2 separate regions of the Oryctolagus cuniculus genome follow, and region 1 is linked to region 2. A link is a contact called in public Hi-C data. All regions are on one chromosome and are shown on one strand. Each heading gives the region's core, a stretch centred on a gene start, on an enhancer-like site or on the middle of the called end of the contact. The rest is flanking DNA. Distances are from core to core; before and after follow the strand shown.

Region 1 (6,440 bases), core at 436-2,935, 71 kb after region 2:
GATTCATTTATTTATTTCAATTACAGAGTTACAGAGAGAAAGAGAGAGGGGGAGAGAGAGAGAGAGAAAGATCTTGCATCTGCTAGTTCTCTCCCCAGAGGGCAGCAATGGCCAGGGCTGAGCAGGCCAAAGCTCCTGGCTCCTCACTTCATCTGGATCTCCCACATAGGTAGCAGGGGCCAAAGCACTTGTGCCATCTTCTACTGTATTTCCCAGGCCATCAGAAGCAGAGCAGCCGGGGCATGAACTGGCACCCATATGGTATGCTGGTACCACAGGGGTCGGCTTTACCTGCTATGCCACAATGTTGGTCCCTCCTCATTGAGCTTTCAACTTTTTTGTTGTTTAACCTTTCAAAGCTTTCTCCCTGCCAGTTTTTGCACTGGGTAAAACACTGTTTTATTGGCCTGCATTAACTGGATGATTCTCATATGTTCTCTATTGCTTATAGAGTATCACATTGGCTACCCTACCACATTTGAGTTGTAGAATTGGGAGAACCCTCTAAACAAACAACTCTGCTACTGGTGTGTGCCTGCCAGTGGGAACATGGCTGAGTTCTGATTGCGGCATGTGCTTGTGGTCTTGGCCCCGTGGCCATGAGGGATGTGTGGTCTTCAGGGGAAAGGAAAGATTGCTGAGCTTGCAGTAGTGTCACAATGCAGATACTTTTTTTTTTTTTTTTAAGATTTTATTTTATTTATTTGAAAGACAGAGTTATGGAGAGAGAGACAGACAGAAAGAGGCCGGCTTTCCATCTGCTGGTTCACTCCCCAGATGGCTACAACGGCTGGAGCTGCACCGATCTGAAGCCAGGAGCTTCTTTTGGGTCTCCCACATGGGTGTAGGGGCCCAATGACTTGTGCCATCTTCTGCCGCTTTCCCAGGCCACAGCAGAGAGCTGAATCAGAAGAGGAGCAGCTGGGACTAGAACTGGCGCCCATAAGGGATGCTGGCGCTTCAGGCCAGGGCTTTACCCTGCTGCACCACAGTGCCAGCCCCCTGCAGATGCTTTTTTAAAATGTTGTGTACTTTCATTAAAAGTACATAAAACAAAAATTCATGACCACAAAAGGGAACACAAGTCACACTGAGAACAGGAAACAAATGTTTGTTTCTTTATTAAAAATATTTTTTTTGAAAGAGATGGGGAGGTCAGTCTTCATTTGCTTGTTCACTTCCAAAATGTCTGTGGTAGCCAGGACTGGGCCAGGCTGAAGCCAGGAGCCTGGAACTGAATCCAGGTCTCCCACATGGGTGGTAGGGACCCAAGTGCTTGAGCCATTTCCTGCTGCTGGTGCACGTTAGCAGGAAACTGGAGTCAGAAGCGGAACCAGTCCTAGAACCCAGGTACTCCAATATGGAAAGCAAGCATGGCAAGTGACATCTTGACTACTGCACTGCTTGCCCCAAGAAGGACTTGCAGGTCTAGGAGCACACCCATCAACATCATGACCCTTTCCCTTCTCTCCAAAGTAACTACTGCTTGCTCTGACCAGTCACTTCCCTGCAGCATGTGCTTTCTGTCTCTCACTGTGCTAGATCCCTTCTCCCTGGCTGACTGTCTAACAGTATCCTATCCATGACCTCAGGAAAGCCAGTGGACTCTCTCATGTAGTTTCCCAAGTTGTTGTAGTGGTGAAAGTTCACGCTAATGTGACTGGTCCAGGAGTGTGGGAAGTAAGGGTGTTGCATTCAACACTTTAACATCAGGTTGGACGATGTATTATTTTGTCTGGCCTTATGTCTGATGTCTTTTAGCCCTGGTTGGTGCCTGCTTTTCTTTCAGGGTGAGCCACTGGGTCTCCTGGAGTCCTTTACCAAGCAGGATCTGACGTAAAGGCTGGTCTGGGAGCCCTGAGAGCTGGCATCCAAGCTGCCTCTGGCACTTGGAGATGGATTGTCTGTTACTTTCATTCCGAAGCATGCATGAGTGTAATCAGAAACCCTGGGTCTGGATTCCTGTAACTGAAACCCCTGTCACTATGGGACTGATCGCACAGGAAATGGATTCCATAAAAAGGGTTTCTTACGTCAGAGGGTTTACCATGGCTTTCAGTATCATAGTGTTTGGAGGAGTTTGTTTTAACTGTGGTGTAATACCTTCCCTTAATAGAAGCAGCAACCTGTCAGCATTGTTTTATGTCAGTAGCCACAAGACAGCTTGCCCTGTGTGTGCAGAGTGCTTCCTGTAGGCACGGTCTGGGAGTGTGCTGTGTCCTCCTCCCATCTGCTTAGAGAATGATGGGTTCTGAAGTGGTGATAATCAGGGACTGCCATGAGCCCTGATGACCCACCTTGTGCTGCCATGTGTTTGAGAAGGCCTGGAATGCTTAACAGGAAGCCAGCACTTGGTGAGCTACTTACTAGTTCAAGAGTGAAACCACTGCTTTCATTCTTTCAGGGTGGGTAATTGACGCTGAGAATGAGTTGCTGAAGCTACTAGGAGCTTTGAGGGTTTCCTTTTTAGAAGAAGAGCTTGAGCTCACTAGCAAGGGCTAATCCTGTTGCCAGTTGAGGACAAGGAGGTCTCTTGAAATCACCAGCAGGTGCACAGGGAAAGAGGGACACAGAATACCTTCCCTTTCCTAAAGGTTGTGGAGACAGTATTTAGGCTGGGATTTTTATTTTTTTATTTTTATTTATTTTTTTAAAGATTTATTTATTTATTCGCAAGTCAGAGTTACACAGAGAGAAGAGAGAGGGAGAGGGAGAGAGAGGTCTTCCATCCACTGGTTCACTCCCCAGATGTCCGCAACAGTCTGAGCTGCGCCGATCTGAAGCCAGGAGCCAGGAGCTTCTTCCGGGTCTCCCACATGGGTGCAAGTGCCCAAGGACTTGGGCCATCTTCTGCTATCCTAGGCCATAGCAGAGAGTTGGATTGGAAGAGGAACAGCCGGGACTCGAACTGGCACCCATATGGGATGCTGGTGCTTCAGGCCAGGGTGTTAACCCGCTGCGCCACAGCACCGGCCCTTAGGCTGGGATTTTAAAAAAAATTTTTTTTTTTTTGTTTTGAAAGTGTTATGGAGAGTGAAGGAGAGATAGAGATCTTTCATACTGGCTGGGCCAAGCTGAAGCTAGGAGCTTCATCTGGGTCTCTCATGTGGCTGGCAGGGGCCCAGACACTTGGGCCATCTTCCGCTGCTTTTCCCAGGCCATTAACATGGAGCTAGATCAGAAGTGGACCAGCTGGGACAGGAACTGATGCCTTTATGGGAGGCCAACATTACAGGCAGTAACTTTACCTGCTATGCCATAATGCCAGTCCCTGGGCTGGGATTTAAGGGAAATATAACTTAGTTCTTGTAGTATCTATCACAGTGTTGCAAATTGTGGTCCACAAAACATCTGTGCCAGTCAGGGAGGCACTGGGAAAGATTTTGGTGGTGTATGTGTATGTATGTGTATATGTGTGTTTGTGTGTATGTGTGTGTTTAAATGTACATCCTCAACAGGTTTGTTACCAATGTAGATTACTGGTGGCTGGCGCTATGGTGTGGCATGTTAACCTTTGCCTGCAGCACTGGCATCCCATATGGGTGTCAATTCGAGTCCCAGCTGTTCCACTTTTGATCCAGCTCCCTATTAATGAGCCTGGGAAAGCAGCAGAAGATGGCCCAAGTCCTTGGGCCCTTGCATACATGAAGGAGACCCAGAAGAAGCTTCCTGGCTCCTGGCTTCTGATCATCCCAGCTCCAGCCATTGTGGTCATTTAGGGAGTGAACCAGTGGATGGAAGACACCCTCACCCCCTGCCACCGCCAACTTTGACTTTCAAATAAATAAAAATAAATCCTAAAAAAATGTAGATTCCTGAGCCCCAGACCACACTCACAAAACCATGATCTATATAGGTGTAGAGGACAGGAATCTGCATTTTAATGAGATAACTCGGGTTTTGTCCATAGCGGAGTCCTAGAATCTGATCTTGAAAGTGGTGATTTCATTCACTCATTTGGGCAAGGGGTGAGACTGCAATTTCATAGAGGACATGAAAGGGTACACTTCAGCCTTAATTGATTTGAATAAAAAGGTACATAAACCAGGGTGAGTTTTTTTTTTTTTTTAATATTTTATCTATTCAAGAGAGTTATAGACAGAGAGGGGTCTTCTATCCACTGGTTCACTCTCCAAGTGACTGCAACGCTGGAGCTGAGTTGATCAAAGCGGGAAGCCAGGAGACTCCTCCAGGTCCCCTATGTGGGTGCAGGGGCCATCCTCCACTGCTTTCTCAGGCCAGAAGCAGAAAGCTGGATTGGAAGAGGAGCACTACCTAGCCACTCACAAGGGATGCTGGCACCGCAGAATGAAGGCTAGACCCAGCCCACCATACCACAGTGCCAGGTGTTAAAGACCCAGGGTGGGTGGGTTTTTAACACCATCTTGGAAAACTAAAGTTTTAACTTGGCTTGTTTGTAAATGTTCTGAACCTGTATGAAGATACGCTCTCTGGTGGCTTAGAGATGTCATTGCAACCTCCATCCTTTTGGGGGCGAGAGGCCCACCTGAAATGTTAGAGAGCCTTGAAACTGGTGTTTGCAGTCTTGGTAATTGTAAAAGCAAAATGCTTCTGTGTCTCGCATCCTTCCACCTTTCAGTTGAGTTAGTTTAATTCTGAATAAACCAGAATTGAAGCACCACATGGCTTTCTAGTTTGTTTCTGCTTGACCTTTCATTAAAGCAAGTGTCTGAAGTCAGTGTCTTTGGTAGCTGCTTTAAATCTGTCAGTGTTTAAAGATCAAGAATGTATCATGAAGGGCATTGAGCAAATTCAAGAAATTGGCATAAATGTGATCGAGTAAGCACAGCACATTCTTAGAATTTCAGAATCATAGAAGGTCTCAGCTGGAAGAAAACCCAGAAATCCTCTAATCTAGCAGTGGCAGTGGTTAGGGGATTGGGCTCTGGACCCAGATGGTCTGTGTTCCATTCACACTCTGCTGGTTGATACTAGCTGGTGTATTACTTTGTGCCCCAGTTTCCTCAGTTGTCAAATGAGAGTGGAGATACTTCCTAGGGTTGTTATGGGATTGCAGCGTGTTGATATTTGCAAAATGCTTGAACTAGTGCCACAAACACTGCAGACATGCCATAAAACCTGTGAGAAAAACAGAGCAATTATGGTTTGCTGAAGGTCATGTTAAATAGTTCAAGGTTCAAAAACCAGGCCTTTTAGCTCCCACCTAGTCTAATTTTGTTTCTATCAACTGTACCAGTCAACTGTGGGCTTAAATATTTCTGTCCACCTCATAAAAGCACTAGCATTTTGGAGCTGTGCTTAGCCACAGAACTTAGATACTATTCTTGACTTAACAAGGTGTGATACAACATAAAAAGGTTAACAGATGCAGCCGGAATCTTCTCTCCCAATGACTGTGGTCCCTTGCTGAGTAATGCAGCTTTTTTAAATGGCTGTTAGGAAAACTGGCGAGCAGGATATGGAAACCGTGATCACAACTAGATCAAAGCAGATTGTGGGAAGTAGAAGGGAATTCATTAAAACAATCGTGGCATGTTCGGGATTACGAGGTCAAAGGGCCTGGTGCTTTTATAATTGCAGGATTGTTTTACTGGAAGGGTAAGCTGCCAGGAATGTGTGGACAAAGCCCTTCTCACTCTATACGTTTGACTTGTCCCTGTCATTGGTAATGCTCTCCTCGCTTTGCTCAGTGCCTGGCATTAACACCTGGCAGTTATATTGCTAGGTCAGCAAGGAGAAACATTATACATCTATTTAATGGGTACTTATTTATACATGAGACTATGTATGTGTCTGTAACAAATTGAAGGAAAAATGGTGAAAGTTCCTACTGAGAACTGACATGCTCACTGAACTATTTATATCTGCTTTATTTCCTTTCTTCTGTCTGCATAAGCTTTCCGGTGTTTAAGGAAGAGGTGTTGGATGTTTCCTCCTGTTGACATAGTTGAATTGCAGTTCATATAGCTTTACTTAGGAAGGGATGGCTTTTGCCTGTAAAAACTTCTCAGTGTTGGGACTGTGTACATATGCCTGCGTGCCTGGTGAACACCTTCTCCACGCTGTGGGTCTCCACCTGGAGCTCCTCAGGTGAGACCATTCATTCCTCTGTGTTGTCAGATGTATTTCCTATGCCTCTGGGCAGGCTTAGTCCTTTGAGAAAAGCTGCTAAAATGTTTCTAGTAATAGTGAGTACAGGGGAGCAGTGACACTCAGACCTGTGTGGCCTCGGAAGTTATTTAACTATTTTAAGGATCAGTTTCTGTATTAGCAAAATGGGTTTAATTCTAGAATATACCTATATCTGATGATCATCACTGTTCAGAGAAATAACCGTATTTAATCCTTTCCTTTTCTTCACTCCCAAAGTGTTACCGGTGAAAGGCAGGGTCCTTGTCTTCGCGCAAGAAAGAATTAAGGTGTGAGACAGAGTAGTAGAAAGTAAAATAGCAAGGTTT
Region 2 (6,740 bases), core at 1,690-4,189:
AGATGGGCTAATGAGTATGAGTAGGGTCCTTTCTGCTACTTTCTGGAAGAGACAGACTTAGGAGTTCTCAAGCCATCTTTTCCTACTATGTGAACTGAGGGCAGGGAAAGCTAGACTGCAGGCAGACAGGATAAACAGATGTTTGGAAGAGACGCGGACTTTCTGGTCTCCTGTCCATACTCCAATTCCTGCTTCTTTTCTCTTCCTAGGCTTCAGCTGCATCCCTAGTGGACTTCAGTGTCTTCAAATAAGTTCCTGTTTTTTGTTGACCAATAGGAGAAGGCAGTTAGTGAAGCCAGAAATCCTGGTGAGGGACACAGGAATGAACACAGAAAAACTGACTAGTATCAGATGTAAGCCTCAGGGCAAATACTTGGAAACAAGTCGTGTCCAGCTGGCTTTCCTGTTCAGCCTTGGTTTGGAAGTCAGGTTGTGGGTTGGCCAGCTGAGTTTAAAGGGTAAGGGGGTGGGGAGGTGAGATCTCATAAGGTCTTGCTTCTGCTACTCGGGCTATGTGCCTCTGGATTCTTCTGAGACACATTATACAGAGAAGCCTCCTGGCTCCCTGAGCACTGTTTGAACTTGGACTACGGTTTGGTGAATGATGGTTGCGGCTGAAAGAGCAACTGGATGAAACAGCTACATTTAAAACCAGGTAGATTGCCTTCTAAAGGCAGAGGAGTCATTCATTTGTAACCAGACCACCTACCTCAGTATAGCTATTTTAGCCCAGTATTTGCTGTTAGCATTATTTTTAACATGATATTTTAATGACAGATTGCAACTTGGAGGTGATTCATTTTTATTTTTCTTCTTCGTTGTCTTGACAGCAGTTCATATTATGTACCTGAGAATTCTAGTATTTCATAATCAAACAAAAATGATGGTTATTACAATTTTGGTAAGAGATGCACTGGTAAAATTCTTTAGGGTTTGGTGAACTGCAGAATTATCTTTGTTAAAGTTTATTGTTTGGTTGGTTACAATAATAGTGATTAAGAACCCTAAGTAATTAATTTCAAGGACAGCCAACTCTGAAGTGTCTCCTTTAATAGCTTCCTCAGAATTTACTTTTTACTGCTTTTGTGATTTCTCTTCGGATTCTTCCCATTCCACTGTTTACTTATGGCTTTTTTTTCTGAATTATTTTATGAAATTGGCATTAATGGAAATACTCCTATGTTCTGTTCTTTCCCATGTATTCATTCTAAAATCACTCATAGAAAAGCTTTTTACTTTTCAAGCATTTCAGACATACAGAAGACTAGAAAGTGAGCACCCTGGCCACACTACTTATATCCAACTTCTTGATATTTTGCAAAACTGATTTCATCTTTACATTTTGGTGGTGGTATGGATACATTGGAATTAAGATTCCAGGGGCCAGTGCTCTGGTGCAGTGGGTTAAGCCTCTGCCTACAGTGCTGGCATTCCATTTGGGTCCTGGCTGCTTCACTTCTGATCTAGCTCCCTGTTAATAAGCCTGGGAAAGCAGCAGAGGATGGCCCAATTCCTTGGGCCCCTGCACCCAAGTGGGAGACCCAGAGTAAGCTCCTGGTTCCTGGCTTCCCCCTGGCCCAGCCTAGTTTGTTGTGGATATTTGGGAAGTAAACCAGCCAGATGGAAGACCTCTCTCTCTGTTTCTCCTTCTTCTCTCTAACTCTGCCTTTCTTTCTTTCTTCTTCTTCTCCTTCTTTTTTTTTTTTTTTTTTTTTTTTTTTTTTTTTTTTTTGACAGAGTTAGACAGTGAGAGAGAGACACAGAGAGAAAGGTCTTCCGTTGGTTCACTCCCCTAATGGCCGCTACCGGCGGCACCTGCGCTGATCCGATCCGAAGCCCAGAGTCAGGTGCTTCCTCCTGGTCTCCCAGGCGGGTGCAGGGCCCAAGCACTTGGGCCATCCTCCACTGCCCTCCCGGGCCACAGCAGAGAGCTGGACTGGAAGAGGAGCAACCAGGACAGAATCTGGCGCCCCAACCGGGACAAGAACCCGGTGTGCTGGCGCCGCAGGCGGAGGATTAGCCTAGTGAGCCGCGGCGCCAGCCTAACTCTGCCTTTCAAGTAAATAAATCTTAAAAAAAAAAAAATTTCCTTAAATCTACACCAGATGTCCACTTAAGCCTGATTTTTCAGAAAGTCCATGGCTTACAGAACATTCTGCCTAAGTAACACTGGAGAGAAACCAGTCAGCAGTTTTCTGGGACTCCCCTAGTTAGAGAACTTTACCTCTCAAGAAATCAAGCCTGCCTTTGACCCCTGCGGGGCACAGTAGACTCACTAGGTTTACTGCAGTTCAGAGCCTTGCCCTCAGCGGACACTCCCAACATGTGGCTGAACTGAATTTCCGCTGTTATTTTAAAGCCCTAGCGTGTGGCAAATGCAATCCATAGCAATCTCACTGAGAAAAGTTACATAGTGTAGGGGTGAGGAAGCTGGAGTGGAGGGTACGATTAAAAACACCCCCCCAAAAAAAAACCCACAAAAAACAAAAATACACCCGCACCAGGACAGTTTGAGTTCCTCCCTTTTCGCTGTGCTTTGGGGGCAAACTACATAAAATTTCAATACAGTCCTTTAGAAAACGGGCCCTGTAAGGCTGAAAGAAGTAAAGCGTCCATCAGAACCACCTGGAAGGTTTGTTCCTCAGATGGCAGGCCCCACCCGTAGTTTCTGATTCCATCCGTGATGATGATGCGGCGGCCGGTCCCGAGGTAATGGGGACCCGAGTGACTCCTGGCAGGAGCGCAATCCATGTCCACTGTGAACATCTCGGCCCAGCAGCCCCCAGGGCCGTGCAGTCCCGCGTCACAGGGCAGAGCCTGCCTCGGGTCAGGCGTCGCTGCCCACACTTCACACCTCCGCTGGGGGGACTCGGTTAGACCGGGGACACCCGCCGGAGCAGCGGTAGGTTGCCGTCTTACGGAAGGGCACCCTAGGGACAAGCAAGGGCCAGCCGCCCGCCGCCGGAGTTGTGCTCGCTCTCTTTAGCGGACGTTCTGCTTCCAACCCTGGTGAGTCTGTCCCAGTCCGCTGCGGCGATTCCGGCACCTCAGGGCGAGGCGGGGGCAGGAGCCTGCGGGGATGGCGCGGCAGGGTGAAGTACGCCGCGTTCCCGTTCGGTCCGCTCCGGGCTCCGTCCCGATCGCCCGCGGCACCACAGCCGCGCGGAAGATGGCTGCCCCGAGCGCGGCGGACAGTCACGTGTCACGGCGACACCGCCGCACGCCCCCTCCCCCGCTAGCGGAGCCCGACCCCGAGTCAGGCTCAGCCTCCGGCGGCCTCTCGGTAGCGGAAGTGTTGCGCGGGCCGGCCAGGGAGGGCGCCGCGGCCAAGGGCCAGTCTGCCCGCCGCAGGCCCCCACCCCGGGTGCGGGGATTCCGCTCAAGGAACCGAGGGAGACCTTCCTTCGGGCGACCCCGCACCAGGTCTGGCTACTGGGCATGCGCACTGCTCTCGCGTGGGTCGCCGCTCTCCGGGTTTTCTCTGCAGCTCTAAGGGGTAGGAGGTGGAGCCCAGATCGGGTTGGGAGGCCCCGGGCCCGCCCCACGCCTCATCAGCTGGAGTCGGATTTTCTTGGGCCTGAGGCGCTGAAGCGCTGTTATTTTGGGGGCGGGGAGAAGAGGCGAGTCTATGGAGGGTTGAAGACGGCCCGAAGGGCTTGACTAAGGTCCGCCCTTGCTTAATGAGTGATCAATCGGGACCTAACCGCGGGCCGCACAGCCCTCGGGACGGTGGGCTCTAGAATCCAGGAGTACTTGGCAAAGTCATGCCCCGAGGGTTGAGTCTGCGAATCCTGCTCTGTGGCCCGCCCCGGCTGCCGCGCTCGCCGGCTGCCGCTGTCGGCAAAACCCGGCTCCGGTCGGGCCTCACTGAGCGGCCCCCTAGGAACGTGCACTTCGCTCACTGTTGAGGAAAGCGTCAGTCTCCCCAGTTTTCCGCTCCTTAAAAGTACAGTGAAAGGGGTTCAAAGGCCGGTCACTCCACGGCGTGTAGCCCCGTCCGCGTCCCGCTCGGTCCCAGGAAGAGCCCCCAGTGGTCCCCCGCGGACCCCGCCCGGCCAGCCCGGCCCGCCCCCCTCCCCGGCCGCCGCGAACACCCGGAGGAGCGGACTCTCGTCGCGCGGGAAGCCGGGCCGGCTCGGCCGCGGACTGGGCATGCTCCGCAGCCCGGGAGGCTCGCGGTGGCAAGTCGGCAGCGTTCGCACCAGCGAGCCGGGCAGCGGCGGCAGGCAGGAGGCGAACAGGAAGGGCCGGCCCTGGCAGACGGCTCTCGCCCTGCGCCCCACGAGCCGGCCAGAGAACGCGACTGGGGTGCGAAGCCCCGACGCTGCTCTGCCCCGGATTTCATTCCGCGGCTGGGGGCTCGGAGAGCGGAATTCCGGCGGCTGCCGCGACTCCCCATGCAAGTGAGTCGTGGGGCTGGGGGCGAAGGCTGGCCTCGGGGTCGCGGAAGATGCCCATCGGACATCGGTCTAGCGGGCTTGGCCTGTGGCGAGGGAGCTGTGGGCTGGCGGGCAGCCCTGGGGGCGAGGGGGCGTGAGCGCAGCTCGCGCCGTGCCGCGCGCATACCTGGCGGGCGCTCCCCCGGCTCTGCCGCTGGCGGGGGTGGGCGCGGGGGGCGGGCCAGCGGCCGAGACAGGGGCTGTGAGGGGGCGGGCCGCCGGCGGGACTCCCTGGCCGAGTCGCGACGGGGAGGAAGGCGGGGGCGTCCGTGGGCACCTTTCAGAGGTGCTGCGTGCGGGCTGGAAGGCTGCCTGGAGTCAGATTGGGGCGAGCGGACCCCTGGGGCAGCCTGAGAAGCCAGCAGAGGGGCGGCTTCGGGCCGGGGGCCGCAAGGGTCTGGAGACCCGGAGGGGCTGAGTCCACATCGCGGCCCCACCCCCACGGCCCAGGCGGCAGCTTGACAGTTGGTACCGCGGGGTGCAGATCGCGGCTGGCCAGGCGCGCACGGTCTCGGCTCCCCCTGTCGCGGCCCCTCGGTGCCCCGCGACGACAGGACAGGTGGGACCCACTTCTCGGAGGAGCGAGCTTCTCCCCAGGCCTCGTACCAGCTTCCCGGCCCTTGCGCGCGGCTCTGAGACCCCGCGGTGTGTCCCCCGCCGACTGGGGGGGGGGCGGCGTTTGGGTAAGGCCTGGAGGGCCCAGGGCGCAGCTCGGACCTGGCGAACGTCTCCCGCACGCCGCTGGCCTCGCGAGTTGAGGGGGTCTGCGCGATCCCGAGGCGTCTTGTCAAGGGCAAAGCAGCGACAGCAGCGGCAGCCTCTCCCACCGCTGAAGCCAAGCCCGGGCATGCGGCTTCCTCTTGTGGTCGGGTGGGGTGCCCCGGTCCCGGTAACGGATTCAGCTGGCGCGTTCTGGTTAACGCTTGTTTCCCTCTCGGGTGTTGTGAGTAAAAATCGGAATGAGAGTTGCCGTGGCTGGAGGGAGCGGAGAGAAGCCAGGCAGGTGCTTCTCAGGTGCTGCTTTTTCACCTTCAAAAACGTACAGACTTCAGCGGCACGCGCTTGTGAAAGCAGGAGTGCCGGCTGCCTTCTGCAAGAGAAGTTTGTTTTTCTGTGTTCTGGGGGCCTGCCTACTATTTTAGCTCCCTTGACATTTACCTTCCTGGACCTCTCAAGCTGTTTGGACAGGGTATTTTGCTTTCAGATTTGGGGGTGTTTCTGGTTGGCTGCCTGGATGTGGAAGTGGTGAGTGCCTGTCGTGGTGTGCTGTGAACGCCCCACGCTTCCTGGCTCGGGCTGTTGAGCGATCCGAGGGGACTGGGCAAAAAAGAGGAGTGGGGCTGGTGACGTCGGCACGCGACACGATGGGAGTCGCCGAGGGCCATCCAGACGTAATGGGGTTGGCTGCTGTTTCGGCCTGGGCGGGAGGGGAGGGGAGGGCTGGGCGTTTCCTAGGTCAGGGTGTAAGATGTCCACGGGAGAAGCCTGTTGGGGGATGGGAGTTTGTCTGGTCAGTGCTTCAAGGGAAGCCCAGGGATGTTTGGTGATTCAGCAGGTGGCATCCTTCCAGCTCCGGAGCCGTGCCTTGGCGGAGCGAGCAAGCAAGCCAGCAGCAGCCAGTGCCTGCTGTCAGAGGTGCCAACGTCAGGGAAACCTCTGAGAGCTGCCTTCTGCCTATAGCAGCTCACTTTCCGATTTTACTTCCTCCTCAGGTGTGGGGGCCCTGCTCCTTTTGAGCTTCCTCTCGCTGCTTCTCCTGCACTGTGAAACATGTTTGTGAGTCTCTGCATCTCTATAACCTGCTGGGTAGCTGGAGGTGGCAGCTACTAACATGCAGTTATGCAGTTTAGGCAGTGAGTTGTGCAGGAGATAGCGGTATGCAAAGCCGCGAAATCACCTTCTCTTTCCATTTCTGATTCAGAGACTAGAAACGTGACCTTTTTTGGTAAAATAGTTTAGATGTATTTCTGCAGTTCTTCGGCGCTTATAGGGACCTTTTCCTGCAAGCATTACTTTTTAAAAAGAAATTGATTCGAAGGACAGAGTAAACTGTCATTAAAGGGGCGCGTTACTAAAATACTTCATCCATTGGGGAATCCTTAGCGTCTTTGCATAGTGCCTGACTTGTACTTGGTAAGTGCTTGTTCAGCTGAAGTTTAAAAAATTCTTCATAATGGAAGAGCTTGCAGTACTCACCAAGTTGCTCACTTGTTCCAAGTCTGTAAATGTGGTTAGAATGAAGTCTGTACAAACAATGCCTATGGATGCTTGACTCTTAAAGAACTCTGTATATTTTCTTAA

The links. A called contact is a pair of places that touch in the nucleus more often than the background predicts.
Region 1: a Hi-C map of liver shows a contact between it and region 2, with 7 times the contacts expected there. The contact joins the enhancer-like site here to the promoter of SGMS1 in region 2. A contact is called at or near these places in 4 of 6 Hi-C or Micro-C datasets (ear pinna, liver, psoas muscle and 1 more).

The regions. Positions count from the first base shown.
Region 1 is chr15:43,343,371-43,349,810 of mOryCun1.1, forward strand. The region is part of intron 2 of SGMS1 (sphingomyelin synthase 1); the gene reads left to right. Among named protein-coding and RNA genes, the nearest start is that of SGMS1, 73 kb to the left of the region's middle. Within about 2 kb of position 1,686, at least 2 of the 8 cell types and tissues checked have an H3K27ac peak or open chromatin away from gene starts, as enhancers often do.
Region 2 is chr15:43,271,088-43,277,827 of mOryCun1.1, forward strand. It overlaps SGMS1 (sphingomyelin synthase 1), which reads left to right and starts at 2,940. Exons shown (of 11, transcript XM_051823915.2): 1 at 2,940-3,009.